2 separate regions of the Macaca mulatta genome follow, and region 2 is linked to region 1. The links are chromatin contacts, called in public Hi-C maps. All regions are on one chromosome and are shown on one strand. The core of a region is the stretch at or near the end of the contact, and the rest is flanking DNA. Distances in the headings are between cores, read along the strand shown.

Region 1 (7,004 bases), core at 2,892-5,391:
CTACTTTGCCCTTGAAATTTACAATACAACTGCCTTTGTGTATATCTGAATATTTCATGCAGAGTACTGTGAAAACTGACCCATTTACACCATGCAGTTTGTTCAGTTTGGGAAGCAACTATTGAGAAAGACAAACTTAATTCTGGTGCAAATTAGGTCTATAAAGGCAGTCTATGAGTGTTCATTGGCAAAGTGATCTCTTTCATATAATGACACTTGTAATTATTCTGATCAATTTTGCATTCCCTATCAATTCAGCTTGACTTGGAGACAGCCCAAATTATCAGGGGTGCATTCAGAAAGGCTCTCCAGGTTCTCAGCTGATCAGTGCTCAGGGAAGGCCGTGAAACATGTGGCTTGCTCACCATTAGCTCTTTGAAAATGTATTTTAAGCAGTTCAAAGTTATTAGCAGAGCTTTTATAATATGAGTAATATGTGATTTTCTAAGTTAAAACTTTTAGGGACAAGACCTAAAGAGAAATTTGGTGCTAACAATAACAGTTTGATTTGCTTTTAATATTATCCTTCAGCTTCTCAGGGATGGGTGGCATTATTCCAAAAGTTCCAAAGTGGCCACAGTTGCTATTTTTGTACAAATAGGAGGTCATATAAGAACATATAAGAAAGGGCTTCTTCATAAATGTTTCCTGACGACCAAGACCAAATTTGGATTATCTATGACATTCTTAGTCTTTTAAATGGCTGAAGACTTAGCACTAGGTGCATTTTCTCCTGAATTAAGTCTCTCCCACTAGATCCAAAACTCCTCCAGAGCTGGTTCCACACAGGTCTTTGCACAGAGTAGACACTCAGGAATATCTGCTAGAAGCTCAAGTCAAATTAGCTCTTGAGACAAGATCTGTACCTCTGTTGAAGGAGGTGTCCTCTAAAAGAAAGAACACAATGGTCTGAGTTTGAGGAAGTGGGCCCTAGTCTTTGCAATTAACTGGAGTTTCACTTTCCTTATGAAGGGCTTTACTCTAGATTTAAATATATATATACATATTTGAACCAAATGGTCCCTAAGGTTCATTCAGCATGGTTCTAAGTAAGAAATAACAAGGCTCTTCTTTTATTCAATTATTGACTTCAAAGTCAATCAAGAAGCTACCCTTTGATGATATATACGTTCTTATTGTGAGTAACATGGAATGGTCACTAAGGCAGATTTTTAGACGGTGGTTTTCTGTGAAAATATGAGAGTGACAGATAGGGAAGACCAGGAAGCTAGAGGCTATCAAAGTGCTGGTTGCATAGTGGAGGGACTACTGGAGCAGGATGGCTCTAATGACTACTAGCTGTGTGCCCTTGGACAAGCTGTAAACTCTCAGAAGTCTGTTTCCTCATTTGTAAAATGGGAGGCAATACCTCACAAGGTGGTTGTGGCTGTGGGTGTTAAATAGGATAATGCTCATGACAGCACTTACAAACTGCAAGGCACCATATAGATATAGATGGTATTACTCCTTGTACCAACCTGCCAAAATGGTTTTTTCAACAAACTCTGAAGTATTAAAATAAAAAGCTAATGCTTTCCCAAATAACTAAAATTGAAATTCTACTTTGTTTTCTGTTCATATGACATCTACGTGTGGAGTGGACAGCAAGACAACTTAAGAGTTAAAATCTAAGCCCAGCTTGGCTCTCCAGCTGGTCTACCACTGACTTCAGTTATCTAACATCTGGCCTCTGCCCTTACTACTATTAGTTTACAATTGCAAACAACCTCAGGCAGTGCTGAGAAACTCCACTGCCTGTTAGATGATAAGCTGGGGCACTTCAGGAATTGTTTTGCTTTGTTTTGTTTTTAACTTAAAGCTGGTTTGGGCAGACCCCCTAATGCCATTCCTGTAAGAATACGTGTGGGTTTCCCCAAGGGCAGTGTTGGGGAAGACCCGGACTGGCACGCACGCTGCACTGGCTGCTTTCTGCACTGCATTCCACAGGGTGCCCACAGCACTGTAAGGGCTGCCCTCTCCTTGAGCTCCTGCATGGCTACTCCCTGCATGAGTAGCTTACCGCATGGCTGCTCCTTGCATGGGCAGCTCCCCGCAAGGCCAGCACAATGCATTGCACAGGCTGCTCTCTGCACGCATCACTCCATGCTCACAGCAGCCCTAGACTTTGAGACTTTAACTGCAGAACAGAAGTGAGAGGCTTTGGCCGGCAGCTGTTACTTGCTCCTTATTCTTTGTCACTCACAGAAAAAAGAGAAAGATGGTAAGAAGGCAGTGACTTGTTTTCTTTGTTTCTTCATAAATGGAGGCTTTGAGAACCTTCTATATACTTTATTCCTTCAGCCTGCTGTCATTTTAAAAACTGGTAGTGTCATCTTTTAAAGGCAAAACATTTTTTTCCATTTAATGCAATAAAATGCAAAATAAATAGCCTTTTAAATTGTTTTACTTTATTCAGTAAGATATATTTCTTTCACCCAAATTTATTTATTTATTTAATTTTTTCTTTTTTTATTTTTTGAGACGGAGTCTTGCTCAATCACCTAGGCTGGAGTGTAATGGTGCAATCTTGGTTCACTGCAACCTCTGCCTCCCAGGTTCAAGTGATTCTCCTGCCTCAGCCTCCTGAGTAGCTGGGACTACAGACACACGCCATCACGCTCAGTTAATTTTTGTATTTTTAGTAGAGACGGGTTTCACCATGTTGGCCAGGCTGGTGTCGAACTCCTGACCTCAGGTGATCCTCCCACTTCAGCCTCCCAAAGTGCTAGAATTACAGGCATGAGCCACCACGCCCAGCCCAAATGTACTCTTTATCTTGGGTATATTTTAGTCACTCTTGTATAGATGCTAGCTTATTGAGGTTGCTAAATAATTAACTTCTGATTATCACAGCTTTATTTAAAACTCATTTCTTTGAGTGCCTGCTATCTGCCAAAGTACATTTTAAAAAGCAGTTTATTTTTTAAAACTACATTTGCTTTTCAGTCAAGGGTAAACTAAAATCAACATAAATTTGTATTCCCTAAACATACACCTCCCAGGTGAGCTGCTCCAAGTTCTGGGCATTCAGCAGAGAAGGTCCCCATACTTCACTATGGATAATCCACACATACCTAAGCACTCTTCCCGCCTATTCTTAATGTCACCCTGAAAAACTAACTCAGTCACAAACAGAAAACCAAAAGCTACCTACAACCTGAAGTATTCCCAAATCAGATATGCAACTATATAAATCATGGAAAGTAATAGTTCTTTTTCTACTTTTTGTAACTGCCTGAAAATAAACCAGAAGTGAGCACATGAGAAAAGACAACTATTTTATATAACAAATAAGTTATATTTTCACCAGTGGCTATTCAACTTTCTCTTCCTCCCCCAATAAAATTCTGATTTCTAACTAATAGAGCAGTCCTTTTATGTTGGTTTTGCCTCTTCCAGTTAACAACACAAAAGAATTACAACCATTCATCCTCTCAATTTTATGTAGCTTTCAGAAGCCAAATGAGCAACAGGATCATCTTGTTAATAAATCTTTCCAATTAAGCTGTGAGTATAGGCTTATGCTAGATTTTTCAAAGGCTCTCTCAGAAGCAGAGGAGTGGGTTACCTTATTGTCTAGGAGTTCCCAAATGCAAAAAGAATGTATCTGATGTTCATGCACAGATGTCTTGACTGGGGAAAAAAAGAAAATTCATAAATCATCAAACCACACATTTTAGATGGGAGAGGAAGTAGCAGAATGGAACAATTAACAGTTACTACTCTACAGAAATTATTTAATATAGTGGAAAGAGAGACAAGGCAGGGCTTAGAAGGCCTGAATTTCAGTCACTCCCCCACCACTTACTAACTTTTTATTCTCTGGACTTGAATTGGCACATTTCTAAGATGGGAACAGCCACAATTCTCTTGCTGATCACACAGATTTGTTGTTGGGATTACATGTGAAAATTCACAGATAAGTACTTTAAAAACAGTTTTAAAGGGCTACTCCAGTGTTTCTGACATTAACAAATTTCTCTGCATTACGTTCACTCAAGCGTGACTGAAGATGATCAAAGCCGGCCCTTCCACAGTTCTGTCAATGGGGAATCTCTGAAGTGGGTCCGCTATCACCACTGCATGGGGTGACGTCAGGCTGTTGTTTACAGGAGAAGAGAGGCTGCCAATTTCCACTGAGCCCAAGACCTCTGTGGCCAGGCTTCTCAGGCTGCACATGAGCAAGAATGGACTCTTTATGTGTGGCATGTGTGGACATGCACCAGTTCACGTTCAGCGGCACTAAAACAACAAAACTGCTTAACTGCTTGGTGTGAGCACAACAGCATGCACTTTGGATCTTATTTCACTTAGAAGACTACGCAAAATTGATCAAAATGCAACTTTCACTTTTGTTACTCTGAAAGTGGGGAAAACCTGTCATTCAGCAACTTTATCCTCAGTTTGATTTTTAAAAAGCATTTTGAAAGCAGAACAGTTGATTCTAGTTTTTACAGAACTCCCCTCAAGCTCTATATTCACTAACAAAAAGAACTATGGACAAAATATTTCAAAGCATAAAATATGTTCAGACTGCAGTAACCAAGTTTTATAGGAACCACTTCATTTTCAGAGTGGTTGCAGTTGCTTCTTCCTATAAGTTCAGGAAGTACTCACTCAAGTACTAACATAGTCTAACTATGGGGAGATATTTTGTTACATTTATTACTATAAAGGGGAAAAATCTGGCTTATTAACATTTGCCCATTCATGAAATTTCCTGGCAGAAATCAGCCTGTTAAATCAAATTTAGAAGGGCAAAAAAGAAAATAGGGGCTGCATTCATTATAATCTTTCTTCAACTATCCATCACCTTCTGGGATAGCAGTCAAATCAGGAATAATATGGGAGCGGATCGTGTTTATAACTGGCAATGAAACTTTACTTCAGACAATAAATCTCGTGTAAATCCTAACACTGGAACACTGAAGAAGAGATGTGGGAAATATTCTTGGTCCCTGGAAATTAGTTTCTTTGGTCCTGTTTTAAGTGTAGCTGAAAAAAGGAGAAACTATGGCTCAGTAATAAAATGAAGCCCAGAAAGAATCCCAAGTTCTGTTTTTGGCTCTGCAGTTGATTACATATAATCCTAGGTCAAACACTTAGCCAAGATAGGCCTTATTCTCAGTGTCTGAGAAATGGTGATGATAATAACAAATATTACTTTTCAATTTTTAGGAAGACATAAGACAAAAAGAAGATAACAAGTGAAAGTTTTATGCAGCATTACCTTACAGGAACTAGAAAAGAACAGAAACATGGACTGGGCATCCAGCCGGACCCTGGCCAACTCCTCTGAGAGCTGTGGAGGAGAACTCACTAAACAAGGGGGAAGTGCCATGAGCACTTCCTTCATTCTATAGTTAGACGTAACAGGAATGTAAAAAGTATGACACCAGTTCAACTTTTTCAGGGTCGGTGCCAGCAAGTAATATTGGCCACATATCCTAAAGACATCAAGAAACCTAGAGGGCTATCTAACGCCAGGGTTCCTCCCCAGCATGAGTGCTAACCCAGATGCCAAACACCTTTGTAGAAAAATCTGGAAGTAGTTTCGGATTATACTTGAAAATGGCTGTCACCAGCTTCATTCCTTTATGTGGTGAAAGATACCTGAATACACGAGTCAATGATGATGTGAAACAAGGATAGCAAAAAGGCAGCAGGCAGGAGCATTAATAGTCTCAGTCAGGAATGCTTTAAATGAGCAGGAATTTTATCGACGGAAAAAAAGCAATGATTAGAGCAGAGCTTCACACATTTGGAGCCAGTACAAAGTTCACGAACTCTATCTTTAAAAGAATAAAACCTCACATAAAGTAAATCAGTCAACTTGTCAGTCAAGGCAATCAGTAAGAATACTAAGAGAAACTGAATTGACAGGAACCCTTATTCTTAATATTTGCCCCGATCCAACTTTTACTTAAAATTCTAAAACTGGCTATTTGGACTTTGCTTTTGTTACCTTTTCTGTTTGTCAAATTGACAGGATCACTAAAAGCAATTATAAATGCACACAGAGAAAATAGGAGGACATGTGAAGAACAGAAATTTATAAGTGGGTTGACCAGGCGCCCGAGTTTCCACTTGACACCCCATGGTGTAACTGCTCGCTGCACTCCAGTACATCAAAGCATCATGTGCTTGATGGTGTGATAGTTAGAAAAGTCATAATACACTTGCTTACTATACGTTTGCTACATAAACTGCCTCTCCAGGAGCACAAAGGGTTCCAAGAACTCACTACACAAATGCTCATAGGTGACTGTAAGCATTGAATCATTTCAGCTTCAAAGACACACCTAATAAAAAGCAGGTGGATCACCTGAGGTCAGGAGTTTGAGACCAGCCTGACCAACATGGAGAAACCCTGTCTCTACCAAAAGTATAAAATTAGCCAGGCGTGGTGGTGCATGCCTGTAATCCCAGCTACTTGGTAGGCTGAGGCAGGAGAATCGCTTGAACCCAGGAGGCGGGGGTTGTGGTGAGCCGAGATAGCACCATTGCACTCCAGCCTGGGCAACAAAAGTGAAACTCCATCTCAAAAAAGAAAAAAAGGAGAAGACTCCATTCCATTTCAGTAACTGACTAAACAAAACAGAGCTTTTCTCTGCCAATAACTTTTTCCTAGTCATAAAAATGCCTATTTTTTCCTCATCATATAATGGTGTAATGAGTTTAAACTGATACCTGCATCTAGCATTCAAAAGTTAAGATTTAAGTATTCCATAGAGAATCTCATTTTGTATTCCCAAGGTGAGAGGTAGGGATACTGTTAGCTGGAATGTCAACAACTTGAACTGAAGAACAACTTAAAAGAGTAATTCTCACACCAACAATGTCAATAAGTGTACGAACAACATAAAGAGAAGCAAAAGAATCTTAAAGAAAAGGCCTCTATTTTAGGAAATGGAAAATCCATGTTTAAAAAACTCCTTATTCACATAATTATTCAATAATAAAAGTCACTGTTTCTCCAAAATACATGAACCTAGGTCACCAGA
Region 2 (7,004 bases), core at 2,014-4,513, 91 kb before region 1:
GTCTGGGAGGGAGGATCTGAGGAACAGGAGGGTTGCACAGACCTCCCAGTTGAACGGTTTTACAGGGCGGGATCAGGGTGGCGCAATGCACCAGCAGCTGAGATACAGAGTAGGTAGGAGAGCTCCAGCTGAGAAGCTCTTCTGTGAGCCACTTTCCCATCCTTCACTTCTCAACCACGGGAAAGCCTCAGGCTCACCTGGAGGCCTGATAAGCACAGGCGGTTGGGCCCCACCTCCCATATTTCTCCTTCAGCACATCTGGGGAGGGGCCCTCGAATCGGCATTTCCAACAAGCTTTCAGGTGATGCTGGTCTGGGAACCTCACTTTGAGAAACTACCGGTTCTTCTTTCCCTCATCAGGCCATTTCAAGTTTAGGCCAGAGGATATCTTTATTCAGTTAATCTTGATTCCCAAGGCCTTCCTTATTTGTGTCTAATTTAGCAGGGCAAAAAGGAATGAACAGCATTTTTGTGATAGTAACTGACAACTGACATTAGAAAACAAAAGCCTGCATGCAGAGTTAAGATGTCTTAAACTCAATTTTAATGACAAAACTCAGGTTCTCAAACTCCTGTGTCAGATCCTACTGGCCCAGTGGAGCCCAGATTCTCCTTGCTGGGGTCTTAAAGTGATGGCGGTGGGATCTTATCCAAAGCTCAAAAAGGAACTGAAATAGTACTTACGCTTAAAAGAGTAAGTAACAACTCCCACTACTACATTTTGCAAAAAAAAAAAAAAAAAAAAATGCAAACAATTTTTTAAAAGATACATCAGAAAAAGTTATCTTTAGCTCAATGTTTTCCAACTATTTAAAAGCTACACCTCTTTAAAATCTTTTTTTAAAAAAATTACTGTCCTTTAATGTTATTTGAACCGTCAAAATAAATGTTATGAATTTTTAAAGTAAGAGTATTAAATTGACTTTTCCAAATTACCGCTTCTGTCATCCTACCACCACCAACGAAAACCACTGCTTTCACCTGCAGGCTCACCCCAGCCTCTTCAGACATCACAGCATCCTGGCAGCTCCCTCGACAGGCCCTGGGGGCAGTGCGGGGGCTGTAGGAGGCCTGCACAGGGAGCCCTCCTCAGCCCATGAAGACTGGCTTGCTGGGTTTCTCTGTGCCAGTCAAAAAAAGATGCAAAAGTCTTCATAGATGTAAAACTCTGCATTATGTTTTAACTTGATTCATCCCAAATGACTGTCATTAACCCCGGGCAGAAGGAAAACTCTTGACAGACTTTTCTACTCAAGTGTCTGGAGAAAGGGAATGCATGCCACAAAAGGACTTTAAAAGGGGGTCAAAGTTGACAGCTTAGTTCTAAATTCTTAAGAGAGGAAATAATTGGGGAAGGTGTGACTGATCTTGTGACCAAAAAGGAATCAAAGCTTGAGTGGAGACACCTGGTCCTGCACCCCTGGGGCTTGTGCAGCTCGGCACCACCTTGACCCGGTGCGGGGATAGACGGGGAACCCAGGAAAGCATCGCCTTAGAAGCCCAACTGGTTTGTACCTTGTGCACCTTTTCAAGAGCTTTTTCCAATTTCCTTTTGGGAAACAGCAACAACTAGACATTCTGTATGCTCTCTTCTCAAGAGTGCAGCAGGCTTCACAATTAAGTGGTATGTTGTTTTAAAAGTCAGGTAACAAGGCAACACTGAACTCCCGTGTCTGCCGTGGTGTACCGGCGGCCAGTGGGGCGAGCTGGCCATGCTCTGCCGCTCACCTGGGTGGAGAGTGCAGCTGGGGCCTGCCTCGTGATGAGTCACCGGCCTGCACACGCGGGATCCTGCACGGCTCCACATGCATGCTATACTTCAACAGGAATGTTTTCAAAACGCTAGCTAACAGCTCTCAGGAAAAAGGCTCCTAATTCAAAGAAGAGCTTTAACGAGTCGTATCCCTAACCTCATCAGTTACACTGTCCCATATGGCTGCTGGTGTGACCACTGGTTGCTGACGAGTCCAGAGGTGCCAATGCTAACGCTAAAACAAGAAAGATGAGGCCTTTACCCCAATGCCAACGCTCAAAGTAGTGATCTGCCCTCATGCACCCACTTCTTTGTCAGAAAAAAGCTGAGAGAAGACGTGTGGCAATTGTCTTACAAGAAGGCTGGCAGCGGTCCTTCCCTTCCCCTGACATCCTGTGGCACCAAAGCCCACAGCCCTAAGTGGAAACACATTCATTCTGCTGGTGTCTTTTGGCGGTGGTGGTAGAAGGGGTGCCCCTGGTAAAATTAGCTGGGCATGTGGCAGACTTCTGAGCCGAAAAGAGGCTCGAAGTAGGGCCAGGATTGTTTTGAGACAACTTCTGAAACACAGAATATGCTGTTTCTCTTCTCCTCACTCCACAGGCTGGCCTTCCAATGCATTTAGGACCCTGCTTTTGAGGCATCCAAGTGGGAGAGCCTCTGTTCATGACAAAAGGGAACCTCCCACCAGCCTGAGGGTGGGACGCTGAGGACCCCAGTGCTCTGCCTCCAGGCTGCTGTCGTAGTGTGACACAGCAACTTCTGAGCCGGAAGGAGAAGCCCGATCCTAATTGGGGGAAGCTATTTGCTTAGACAACTTTCTACACTTAAAATATTACACCTTAAACAACACACTGGACTAAGAAATCTTGATCATGTCCAGGCTTTTAACACCCTCCTCCCCCAAGGAACAAGAAAACACAGCAGCGAAAACAAAGAGGCTGCCCTGAAAAGGTTGCAGTGGTGGATGATGCTGGCAGAATCAGAAAGGAAGCTAAGAGAAACAGGCACGTCCTCAGCCGGGGCTCGTGTGTCCTGACACTGCAGCAGGCACGGGATGTGGGCTGTCCCCTCCAGCACGGTGCGGGGGGGTGCTGGGGTATCCAAAGAGCAAAAGTAGACCTCGGACCCCAAAACAACTGCGTCTGGCCGAGGGGAGTGGGCAGAAACAGGGGCAAACGTTCCAACAGGGAGAGACCGTCTCTGGCTTATTTACAGACACCGTAAGGATGCCCAAAGACAAGAGGGAGTGTTAGTAACAGAACCCATGAAGTTCTATGGATCGGGATGCTTTAAAACAAAAACAAAAACAAAAACAAAACAACCAAAGCTCATCCAGAATTTGAGGCCCCTGCAGTAACATCCATGCTAATTGGTAAGGAAGACAAGCCTCCCCTAACAAATCGGCAATGTAATTATAAAGCCAGTCACCAGTGCTCCAGCGATATTCTGAACCTGTAACCCGATACCACTGTTTGCTGCCGGCGCCTCCTCCGGGCTCTCCCGCTGCGCACCGGCCGCGCGGGGGCCCGCAGGGCAACGCAACTTAGGCTGTTTGTGCAAGATCAGACCCTGCATTTGACGAAGACCTGCAGGAGCAATCCTGGCTTTCTTGACAGTGGAGAAGAGGGCAGGGGGCGGGGAAGCCTGAGGATACACTGAAATTCGACCAGGAAGTCAAACCCTAAGTAAATTTAAGAAACAACTTTTACTGTTTGGGGTTGTTTTCTGAAGTTCAAATTTTTTAAATCCTAGTTTCTCCTCTCAGATTTTTACATGCTTCTATTAAATTGAAGACAATTTCCAATACTGGAGGTTTGTCAAATATAATCTTTTCTCCTAGTAAAATAATTTTTAAAAATGTTGACAACTGCATTTAGTAAGCAAAATATAGTCAAATTCTGGGAGAGAATGTTTCAAATAATTATTTCTTTAAATTACGGCCTTGTTAGTACACATCTGGAAAGAAAATGGGCTTTTTAGAATATAAATGTCAATGGTATAAAATGTTTCTAATATCCTGTGTCAGTGGTTCCTCTGCCAGCTGGGAATTTTAAGTTTTAATCCCAACTCTTATGAAGCTATGGACACCAATCACCTTCTTCCAAGGACAATGAGAATGCTGTCAATTGTTTTATTTTACCTAAGGATTCTGGCTAAAAGTATGGTACACTCGATTTAAAAAAAAAAAATTAGAAAGAAAAAAGCTTTATTTGTTTTCTCAGTTTTAAGGAATTTTTTTAAAAATTTATAAAGAAAAAGGATTACTTGGGAATGGCACACTTAATTCAAGTAAAAGATTGAGTAGAATTATACAGTTTTTAACCTGAAGTTAACAAAAACATAATATGCTCTGATGCCTGGAATTTGCTTTAAAATACTCCAAAACAAACAAACAAACAAAAACCCCAAAACCTGGCCATGTAGATGAAACGAGATTTGACAAAATGTTGATACCTGCTGAGGCTGGCTGATAAGTACAAGGCAGTGCATTGTACTCTCGCTTTTACTTTTGAGTGTGTTTGGAATTTTCCATAATAAAAAGTTACAAACCACAACACGCCAATACATATTTTTAAAATTAAAACATATAAAATAAGCACAATAAATTACTCACACCCCCAATGAAAACTATTATATTAATTTGATAGGTTTTTTTTTCACACAGAAGAAAGCTATTACTGCTCATGTAAACAAGCACGCCCAATTCAAGTTGGAACTCTTTAAACTCTGCAAGACAGCACATCACATCCAGCCACGAGGGGGCGCAGCCGAGCAGCAAGGAGCGCAGAAGTCTGATTCTTCACTGCAATTTCTACCTACAGCTCTCAAAGTATATACATTTTCAAGATTGTTTTCAAATTCAGGTATCCACAGAACAATGCTAAGCAAGCTGGGAGCTTTTCCAAGGCCAAAATAAATTAAATTATGGTATGGTTCAAACTCTGGAAGTACTGTGTATAGGAAAGGTTGTTTCCCTGTATGCAAAAGTTAACACTGACGTTTCAAAAACCATGGTTAGAATCCCTGGAGGATTCCTGAAATGAGAACAAACACACAACAACAAACACACACCCAAGTCAGGAGATGTGAATGTGGGGAAGCCAACAGTTCAGAATTTCCAGTGGGGCTTCCAACATGGACTCCCAATAAAACAATGAGCCTCAATAAATTAGGCTAAGACTTTTACCAGTATAGATGCCTTTACTAAGCCTACTTGCTACTTCTTAATAACTATAAATTATCTCCATACTGAACAGATACTGCTTCAGGCAGTTATTTGGGAAAACCCTTCAGAAAAGACATTGGGGAGGGGCCATTTAATTATAAAATGTAACACAGTTAACCTTAGGGAGATAATGAAGCAAGATCATTATGTGTAACTACTTGCTGGAATTCTTTCTATTTAAATTACAAGTTCAGGTTATATGATGTTGTACGTTCAATAATAATGCTCATAATAGATGAAATGTTATAATGAGTCTCCCCATTTGAAAATTGGAAAGTATAAACATATCTATATATTATAATCATTTGAATTGTGATGCTACTTCGTAATAATTTGGTGTCAGAATATGATATTTTTAGCATTTTGAATCTAAGGCCTCATTAACATTAGGGTAAGGAATTCTCAGATTTGACAATTTTTCCCATAAGATTACGTGCTTTACTAGTAAAGGCTAGCCAGCATTGCCCAACCCCCATTCTCCAGCATAATGAAAATATTTTTTTTTCCTGTATTTATAATTGCTTGGATGGGATTCTGTTTCAATCCTCCTGTAGCATCTTTTCCCTAAAGATACACCGTTTTTCTCCCTCACGCTAGAGACCCTTAATAAACAATGTCAAGGGGGTGGGGGGCTTAGAGTAGGAAGGAAAGGCTTTGCCAAAAGCATGTGACAGTTTTTGTGTTAGAAAAAAAAAAAAAAAAAAAAAAAACCTCAGGACTCAAGATACATGTAAGTCTTACTAAAACAGGGAAATAGATTTTAGAACAATTCTGTGAGAGATAAAATTACATCTTAGTTAAAACCGAAGGTGGCCTTCTAGGTTTTATTAGTTAGACAACTATTTGCCACTGAATAAAACTAAGGAATAAAAATAAAGTATGCTACTTCAAGAAATGCTTCAATAGAAACGTTTCTTAAAAGTTAAAAATTAAAAACTAGTCATGCCTTCAAATTTGGATGCTTCATTACTACAAAAGAATCACTTAAAATATTGCTTACAAATACAGTACATATTTCATCTTATAACTTATCCGTGCAGTCCAAAGAGGAAAACCAGAGAAATGTTGTTTCTTTTACTTACTGTGTAAAACTGAACATTGTATTGTATGGCCTAAACCTGGATTCCTTAGAGAACAATATCACATTTCTACAACATGACATGAGTACAACAATTTGAGGTGCAGAATAATAGAAATATACTTGAGACATGCAAATGGCAGGAAATAACTATTCTACGTAAATACCTGTCCCATGTAAGTAATCTACATGTTTCGAATGTTTAGTTGCCTCTAAGAATTAGGTAGGCTAATAAGGTTTTACAAAGACAATTTAAACTTTGTATCATATACTTGAATAATTCACACACAGAAAATAATTTTACAAAGAAAAAGGCAATGAGGATACAAACTAAACTTGAGGGGAGTAAATGATACTTTGTAAATATGGCAGCCATTAAAAAATAACTACTTTGGGACTATTTTGAGATAAAACGTATATCTTCCCAAGGACTTCTGTGCATTGATAATGAATGGCTCACTGAACTTTAAGCTAAGTCACTTAAATACAATAAAAATAATCAGAGTACCACACTAAATGTAATAACTATTTATTTTCTAAGGAAAATGCTTCATAATTCTTCAATTACCTTCAATGGTCTTCATGGAAAGCCTTCCTCAACCTCCCCAGCCTGCCACCCCCTCACACTCGATTCATCCTACCTGTCTTCTGGAGCTTTAGAAGAAGGCAGGAACCACCTGAAGAATCGAATTTTTAATTTGTAAACCAACTACTTGTCAGACAGCTAAGAACCACTGCCAGTGAAACATACTTCATTTTCTATTTCTGGACATGGTAAAACTACTAAAACAAAATTAGTTTGCCTTAAAAAGTTCAGAAAAGACCACCAAGTTCCTGAGAAGCAGAGAGACAGAGCAAAAATTATTCCACTCTGGATCATAGCACCCAAATTCCTCAGGCAGATTGGTTTTCTCTGATAGCATGGAAGACACAGAAGAGGTACA

Evidence for each region. Hi-C and Micro-C count contacts between places; a contact is called where the count stands out from the background.
Region 2: a Hi-C map of CD4 T cells shows a contact between it and region 1, with 3 times the contacts expected there. The contact joins two enhancer-like sites. A contact is called at or near these places in 2 of 14 Hi-C or Micro-C datasets (CD4 T cells and liver).

What each region holds. Positions count from the first base shown.
Region 1 is chr13:59,992,743-59,999,746 of T2T-MMU8v2.0, reverse strand. It overlaps a transcript of SERTAD2 not described here. Among named protein-coding and RNA genes, the nearest start is that of SERTAD2, 81 kb to the left of the region's middle. Within about 2 kb of position 4,141, at least 14 of the 40 cell types and tissues checked have an H3K27ac peak or open chromatin away from gene starts, as enhancers often do. A contact at or near this core is called in CD4 T cells, where this site is marked.
Region 2 is chr13:60,082,415-60,089,418 of T2T-MMU8v2.0, reverse strand. The region is part of intron 1 of SERTAD2 (SERTA domain containing 2); the gene reads right to left. Among named protein-coding and RNA genes, the nearest start is that of SERTAD2, 8.3 kb to the right of the region's middle. Within about 2 kb of position 3,263, at least 17 of the 40 cell types and tissues checked have an H3K27ac peak or open chromatin away from gene starts, as enhancers often do. A contact at or near this core is called in CD4 T cells, where this site is marked.